Regions from separate parts of the Sus scrofa genome. Here region 2 is linked to region 1. Evidence: chromatin contacts called from public HiChIP or PLAC-seq data. All regions are on one chromosome and are shown on one strand. The core of a region is the stretch at or near the end of the contact, and the rest is flanking DNA. Distances in the headings are between cores, read along the strand shown. Region 1 overlaps SAMD4A (protein Smaug homolog 1). Region 2 overlaps SAMD4A (protein Smaug homolog 1).

Region 1 (4,221 bases), core at 1,143-3,642:
GGGGAGTTCTATAAATGTCTGCAATGAAGACTATTTCAGGGCTCTCATTTGATTTTCTTTTTGAGATTCTTACAATTTACTACAAAGCGAGGAGGAGAAAAAAGAACGCTCAGCTGGCAACAAGCTGGCACAACTCAGCTGGTGTGTTTCTTATGGCGCGGGTGTCCTAGTGGTGATTTCCTCTTGGACGGGTGTGGGGGCTTCCTGCAGCGGTCAGGGCGTGGGGGCTTTCTCCTACCCTGTGCTGCTTCCTTGGGGGAGTGAATCCTGCCTATTTCCTGTTTTTAAACCAAGCTGTCAACCCTCAGCTTCTCATGACAACCTCAGACCCACCTGTGTTCTTCTGACCCCAGCCCCAAATGGCAGATCCCCACGAAGCTGGTGCTGGGTGGGGTGGGGGAAGGGACAAATGGGTCGAGGAGCCAGGGGACAGAGGTCAGCTCTAAGCCACACAGCAAGAACCCCTAGGCAGCCTGGCCTTGATGGACTGGGAATGTTTCAACTCTCCCTCTGACAGCCTCTCTCAGGCTCCTTCCTGTGGCTTCTCTACCACAGCTGGGATCTTATTTGCCTCAGATGAAAAGGCTAAGAAAGCTTCTTAAATGCTCAGGCTCTTCTGGAAGCCAAATCTGGAAGGTGGTGGGATCTGCTGGGACAGGTCAAGGATCAAGGCAAAGAAGAACTAGGTCTGTGAGGCAGGGATAAATTAGGAATTTAGGAGTAACATACACACACTGCTACTCATAAGATAGACAAACGACAGGGACCTACTGTGTAGTACAGGGAACTCTACCCAATACTTTGTAATAACCTATATGGGAAAAGAATCTGAAAGAGAATATATAACACTGAATCACGTTGCTGTACATCTGAAACTAACAGAACACTGTAAATCAACTATACTTCAACAAAAATTGATTAGAAAAGAAAGAAGCCGTAGGTCTTGCATTTCTTCCTACAGGCTCCATGTGCAGGACCCCCACCGTTAAGGTGGTCATAGAGCATCCTAAAGAAATCCCTGGGAAGCCAGGTGCCACCACGGCCTTGCTTTATCCCCAGTGAAATGGTGCAAAGAGCCTCTGAGGCACAGGGACAACTGTCCTCGGTGGAGGGTCCCACCCCCAGGCCACTCCCCTCGCCTTGGGGTCATTATCTGCTGAGATGTCCTGAGCCTGGCTGGCCCACCCTCTTCCCCGGGGAGGAGCAGACCTGTCTTCCTTGTTTCATGATGGTGGGGTTGGCTGCGGTGTTGCGCTGCGTGGAGCTGACGAAGCCACTGGTGCCCAAGAGGCCAAGGCGGGCGGAAGGGACATTCCGGGCAGGGATCTGGTACTGGCGTGGGTTCCGTCTGCCCATGCCACTGCCCACAGAGCCGGCCGTCGGGAGTGAGTTGGACTGTCCAAAGCCACGACTGTGAAATCAAGCAGAGAAGAACCAAGGCCATCAGTCATCCTCAGCCCTTCCCAGCCCCTAGGTGCCTCCTTGGGGTGGGCTCACATTTTGATAGTTATGAGGACTATGGGGGTCAGGGCTCTATGACTGAAATGACAGCTTAATCTGAGCACTAATAGCACTGGGACTCTACGGTGATTCTGCAATCCTCCTGACAACCCGAGGAAGCAGGCATTCTATCCCTTTTACAGCTGAAGTAAAACAGAGAGCTTAATAATTTCCAGAGGTCACACAGCCATTAGGGTGCAGTGCTGGAATATGAGCCCAGTTTCACCAGTGGGATCTCCTTCTTCCGCTGTGTCACATGCCCTGAGCCCTCACGGGCCCAGCCTGAGGCCACACAGCAAGAAAGCGCAGCGCCAGCACCAGTGCCCCTTCCATCAGACCAAAGTCTGTTTCTCAGGTCTGGGTGGGCAGCCGACTTGCAGGAAGTGGCCTTTGAGCATAAGCTCCCCAAGAAAAAAGACGGCATCTGTCCTCATCAATCCCGAGGGGCCCATGCTTGGATAGGCTGCTGGCAGTACATGCAGGTTGAATGAATGAATGACTCGGTCTCTGCCGTCATGATTGCCTCTCCGAATAGAGGAGCAGACCCCACATTGGGGGCTCAGACTGCCAGGCTAAGACGAGGGATATGAGGATGAAGATGATGATGTTGGCAAGCGTTTTGGGCCCAGGACAGTGACCGTTCCCGGTGTCTCAGGCCCTTCCTGCATGAAGACCCTGGTTACACGCTTCGCCTGGGTCTGCGCAGGGAGGTGGCCGGGGACCCCTGGCATCAGGCTTGGACACTCTGCTCCCATTGGTCTGATGACCTCAGCGCCGAAGAACTCTTCCCCTGCAGCAGGGAGGGAGCACGGCAGCCAGCAGGGTTTCAGGAACCAGCACATTCTTTCCAAGAAGAGTCAGCTTTAGTCATTCACTGCTTTTTAAATCGAAATGCTTTACCTCCAATGGCCACAAGATGGAACAGACTTGCCTTGCACAGGGGCAAGTCACACAGGGGAGGTATGCACCAAGCCTGTGTGGAGACTCTGGGAGACAGGGCTGACGTAGTTTAACCAGAAGGTGGGGAGGGGGCTGCTGCCAAACAGTTATTTCCCGGGAAAAAGAGAGTTTTGCGTGGCGGGGGGTGGGGGGAGGCGGTGGAGAGGGGAGGGGGCGGAGCATCATCAGTACAGTTATCTCAGAAAATGTTTCTTTCCTCCCCAGAATTCCTACATTTCCAAGGAAGTGGGGGGCGGGGAAGAGAATTCCACAGTGAACTGGTGGCAACTGATTGTTGGGCTTGTGTTTTTCCACTTCTTTCCAGGCTTTTGTAGCCAAGGGGTTCCCAGTTCTGGTCAGAGGCTCATCGACTCCCAGGGTCTGGGTCTCTCTGTTTATCTTATCCTTCCTCTCACTTTTCCCTTCTCTTCCCTCCTTCTTTTGCTAAGGTTTAAAATGTTTGGTTTGAAAGAAGAAATTTGAGGCAAGAGGAATAGGAGTAATTTCACGTAATGGGAGAGTCCTCCTTTGGAGTATGGACAAGGTGACAGGTGGAGACAAGGATCACGTGGTGTTTTTTATTTTATTTTATTTTTTAACTATGAAAACTTGTTTAATTTTTGGACTCAGAATTTTGGTCACCTGGTAGATGATTCAGTATTCTGCTAAGATTTTTCCTTATTTAGTGCAGATAGCTTTTTGGCTCATTTTCCTTTTTGGTTGGATTTTTAAAAGTTATTTCATATGCAAAAACAGAGCAGTCAAGGAGTGATGCTAAAGTGATCTGTGCTTCCAGGAAGGCAAGACAGTTTTCCTAAGCAATATAACATGGGCAGGGGACTCTGCTATGGGACACTTAGCCATGGGAGAAAGGTAGACTCCTAACGTTAGGACTCATGGAGCTGATGGTAGAGCCCAGAGTGTTTTGGGAATGACCTGGATGGAGGGAGAATTTGGTTAGGCCATCTTTCTAATGATGGTGGGACCCCACTGTGCTGCCTTTAGTTGGTTATTACAAAGCCAGACTTGTTGAGGGTTGTCACTGCTGGTAACCAGAGTGAATGCCTAAGTCACTTAAGATCACTGGACTTAATGAAATAATCATTCTTTCTGGAGAGAGAACAAAATGGCAAAAGTAAGTTTTCATTTTTCTTTCTCTTGCTCAGCCCATCTGTGTCTTTCTCTGCTTTCCTAAATCTAACGAACTGATTTCATTACCTTGAAATGCATGAAAAGGCTGATAAAATAACATTAATAAGAACCAATTAATTTGGGATTTGTGATAATTCAAGCAGGGCCCAGGCTGCAGTTACCTTTGTATTATGGGAAAAGCAGGTCTTCAAAGTAAATTAATAGCATAAAAATATCCCAGAGGTAATATTTATGAGAACAAATTATTTTCTGGAGCTTTAGCAACTTCCAGTTGAACATCCACAAGCACTGATTGAATTCACTCTTATCTAATCAATGAAAGGACGTCCATCAGGGCTCCCACCTGGCAAACCCTGGGTTGGGCCAATTCAAGTGTTGGTTAATAACGCTCTAGAGAAGTCAAGGTTAACAGGAACTCTGATGTGGACCAAGGGCAAAGCAGGGCTGGCAAAGGCAGAGGATGGCACTTTGCAGAGGAGGAGCAAAAGCTTGCAAGTTCCATCTTCATCATCAACTGTGAATTCCTTCCTCCTCTTGGAATTGGAACTTGTCTCATGAGGGCCTGTTATTGCAAGAGGGGTCTGGGTTTTCCTTCTTTTTTGCAGGGCTATTGTTGCCCTTGCAAGAAGA
Region 2 (4,143 bases), core at 1,055-3,554, 170 kb after region 1:
ACACAAATGGAAGTATCTTCATTCCTGAAAGCCAGTGTCAGAGCCATTCTGCTTTAAAAGGGGGGATGGGATGGAGTTTCCGTTGTGGCTCAGTGGTTAACAAATCCAACCAGGAACCATGAGGTTGCAGGTTCGATCCCTGCCCTTGCTCAGTGGGTTGACGATCTGGCGTTGCCATGAGCTGTGGTGAAGGTTGCAGTTGCAGCTTGGATCCCGCATTGCTGTGGCTCTGGAGTAGGCCGGCAGCTGTAGCTCCAATTAGACCCCTAGCCTGGGAACCTCCACAGGCTGCGGGAGCAGCCCTAGAAAAGGCAGAAAGACAAAAAAAAAAAAAAAAAAAAAGGGAAGGGGAATGGGTGTCTTCTAGCAATAGGCAAACACATTATTCTAAGTTTAAAATAATATAGCAGTACATGGATGCACTTCCCCTTTGAATAGCAATTTTCCACTTAATCCTAAGGGAGTGGTCCAGACCTTGGAAAGATGTTCCACGTAAAGGGGATGCTAATTCCATGTTTCCCTAAGCTATGAGCTCTCTCTCCCACATCCCTCTTCTCATCCCACAAGCCTCCCTGGGTCCTGCTGTCTCCACCTTGCTTTCCCCTTCTTTTTTTATTTATATATATTGTTTTCCCTGATAGTCTCTCCACCATTCTTGCCGGATGCCTTTGGAGTTTTCTCCCACTTCCAATGACCAAGAACCATCACCTTATCCTAAAGTCTTTAAGTCACTCTAACCAGGCAACCCCAGTACTCATATCAGATCTTACGTACAGTGCATGAGGGTGTCTGAGTTTTATCTCCAAGTCATAAGCCTTGGTTGCTGCTTAAAAAAGCAACTCCTCACCCATATATGACCTTCAACGAAAAGATGCTTTATGAATTCTAACACTGAAGCCTCCTGGGGAGCCCTGGCCCCTGAAGTCCACTAGCCATTTATTCCAGCTCTTAAACTGTCCCTGAGAGAAGTGATGGCTCTTTGATTTACATGAAAATAAAAATATTTGCGCAATGGGCTTTGTAACTCGAAACTATAAAAATGGTTCCCGGCTTCAGCTGAGGATCATATTCCTTTTTCACTCATATTCCTGTTTTTTAATCCCCATCCAAATGTGAAGGAAACAAAAATAAAGAATTTCAGAGGGAAGCAAGAGACTTAACACCAAAGACCAATCAATAACGTGACTATGACAATAATACAAGCAATGCCACTTTATTTATCATCTGAACTCTACCTACTTCCATAAAGGATTTAAAATGGCTTAAAATAAACACATGTACAGGATCGTTGAAGTAAAGAAAAGAAGAACTAATCCACATGGAAGAAAGAGGAGATAACCACCAGGAAATAGAGATGAGAGGTACTGTAACGAAGCACTAATTTTGGCTCTCCACTTAGGAGACCACAGCTAAAAAGGAAACATGATAGGTTAGGAATTCTCAATTTCATCAACATGGAAGCAGATGGATCTGTCAGGAGAGATGGCCCATTTTCTCTGGCCGAGCTCAAAGAATTTATGGCATCGTCCCTCCATAAACTAAGCTCAGAAATAAGGAAGGGCGACCTCAGCTGAAGCCCAGTGGCCATTTCCTCCTTCGACTGTTGATAGAAGGCAAAGTCCAGATGCTGCAACTCAACTCTGCTGGTAAAGGCACATCTGTGCACAGCTGAGTTAGCATAGTCTAAGCAAGCTGGATCCTGGGACTAACATGGTAAAATGATAGCTCTTGGAGAACATGGAGTAACTGATAACCAACTTGCCCTGCAAACTGCTTTCCTCGCGAAGGATGAAGGTTGCTGATGGCATGTCAAGTGCAGTGTGTGGGTCCTGAGGGCTGATGTTCTGTTAGGAAACCAAAGGACCCTCCCTGACTTGAAATCTTACCACGAAAGGGGCTCTACAATAGCTCCTACAGGCTAGCCCCATATTATTTGTCAGTGGTAGACTTTTAATAAGCTACACACGTTAAACCAGTTACTTGAGAGATACCAGCCCTAATTAGATCCTGGGCGACAGAGAGAACTCACACTAGTCTAGAAAGTTAAGTGCAGGGGTTCTCTGGTGGCTCACTCAATCACAGAACAGCAGAGCACAGTTCCAGCAGAATAACAAGTTCTGAAAGAAATGATATCCTGTTGACAGTTCACCAGATTCCAAGCAGCTGGGTCAATGGAAGTACTGGATAAACGTAACACAGATATTTTTAGGAACAATCAGAAAAACAAAACCCCTAACAACAACAACAACAAAATCCTGGATAATATCTTCCAAAGAGCCTGACTTCAGGTGTGGGGCACTTAATGCTGCGCTATTATTTCATAAGTAGCTGCCTCACCAGACTGCCTGGGTTTATGACAGTGATGTATACAGAGGAGGGGCCCGGCTTCCCTTTGGTCTGGCACAAACCAGGCATTTCACTGGCCTAAAAACGGAAAAGGGACATTCAGCTATAATTTAAGAAAGAAGGAAGGTCAGAACATGGCTTTGCTTCCTGAATTTTAAAATTGAAATTTGATCTGCCAAAAGGTTGTTATTACTCAGCCCAGTCTGGCCTTAGGAAATGATGTGGTACAAGGTTTGGAGTAGAATTAAGTAGGATCTGGGAGTATGCAGGAATACAGGTCTCTTTTCTCCAAGATCCAAGACTACAAGTCCATAAAGTCTCCTGAAATTTTTATTTCACATGAAGAAGCCCCAGTATTTTAAGAAGAAAAGAGGCACAGAGCTTTAAGGGGATGTCTACTCAACCAGTCCATCTATAATTTGAGGAGTAATCAGAAGGAACTCTACCTGAAAAATTTACAAGTAGTATTACTATTGTTATTGATGATACCTGTTTATTTGTATACTGTTTTGTAGTTTCCAAAGTACTAAGGTATTTTCACCTAGGGTATTATCTCATTTAATTCTTATAATAGTGTGAGGCAATGATGGTATTTTTTTCTCCACTGATAGATGGAAAGATTAAAACGAGCCAAGGTCGTATAGACAGAGAAATACCTGGTCCAGAAATAAAGCTCAGTTCTTCTGATTCTAAATCTTTTATCATCAAAAGTGAAGCCTATTTCTCTCAATACAATCCAAGCACTAAAAAAAAAAAAATTCTTATCCTTCAAAGAAAAAAATTTTTCATGCAAAATTTGTGAACTCTACATAAACTGATGAATGGATAAACAAGAGGCAGTATTTTCATACAATGGGAAATTAGCTATAAAAAAAGAATGGAGTACTGATACATGCCGCAACATGGGTGAACCTTGAAAACATACTTAATGAAACAAGCCAGGCCACAAATGGCAGGATTGCATTTACATTAAAAGCCATTTATATTAAAAATAGGACAACAGAAACAGCAAGTAGATTAGTGACTGCCTGAAGTTAAGGGTAGGCACAAAGAATCTTTTAGAGGGTGATGAAAATATTCTAAAATTGGATTGTGGTGATGGTTGCACAACCCTGTACATTTGCTTAAAAAAAATCACTGAACTGTACACTTTAAAGTGGGTGAACTTTTGAACATGTAAATTTCACTTCAAAGAATCTGTAAAAAATAAATAAATAAATATTCACCATTAAAAAAAAAAACAAAACAAAACTCGTAGGCTCCAATAATTTTACCTATAGTTTTAAAAAGATGATTTAAGGTGATGAGATTATTTATAATGATGGCACCGGTAGATACAAAATTCAGTGTGTTCCTGTCATAAATATGTAACAGTTGGCTTTATGTTGGGTTATATATGCCCATATTTGAGTCCTCACTTATTCAAAAAGTAGCTATTACTACAGATATCTAGGGCAGTATGACAATAGAAATTAAAGGTCTTAAAAACAGGTATACTAATTGGGCATGTCTATCAAAATGTCAATGTGCATTACCCCAGCAATTCTAGAAATTTATGCTAAAGAAATCAGGATAAGTGCATAAAAATGTGAGGAACAGGATGTTCCTGACAGTGTTGTTTATATTAATAATTACGGGTTATTTATTTTCTTCTCTGCTTTGCCCTGATTTATTTTTTGCCATGAGCTTGTGTTTCCTTTAAAAATCAGAAAGATAGAGCAATTTTTATAGAGGGAGTAAGAGAGAAAAAAATAACTTTTGACACAGCACGTCTATTTTTCCTAAGGAAAGGATTAG

The links. HiChIP or PLAC-seq counts read pairs in DNA pulled down with a chosen protein or histone mark.
Region 2: a contact with region 1 is called in an H3K27ac HiChIP or PLAC-seq map of skeletal muscle. The contact joins two enhancer-like sites. A contact is called at or near these places in 2 of 47 Hi-C or Micro-C datasets (embryonic fibroblasts and fibroblasts) and 1 of 2 datasets of contacts at active chromatin or transcription factors (skeletal muscle).

What each region holds. Positions count from the first base shown.
Region 1 is chr1:184,118,377-184,122,597 of Sscrofa11.1, reverse strand. It overlaps SAMD4A (protein Smaug homolog 1), which reads right to left. Exons shown (of 13, transcript XM_021102232.1): 10 at 1,210-1,411. Among named protein-coding and RNA genes, the nearest start is that of GCH1, 140 kb to the left of the region's middle. Within about 2 kb of position 2,392, at least 31 of the 83 cell types and tissues checked have an H3K27ac peak or open chromatin away from gene starts, as enhancers often do. A contact at or near this core is called in skeletal muscle, where this site is marked.
Region 2 is chr1:183,948,007-183,952,149 of Sscrofa11.1, reverse strand. All of the region lies in intron 2 of SAMD4A (protein Smaug homolog 1), which reads right to left. Among named protein-coding and RNA genes, the nearest start is that of SAMD4A, 35 kb to the right of the region's middle. Within about 2 kb of position 2,304, at least 4 of the 83 cell types and tissues checked have an H3K27ac peak or open chromatin away from gene starts, as enhancers often do. A contact at or near this core is called in skeletal muscle, where this site is marked.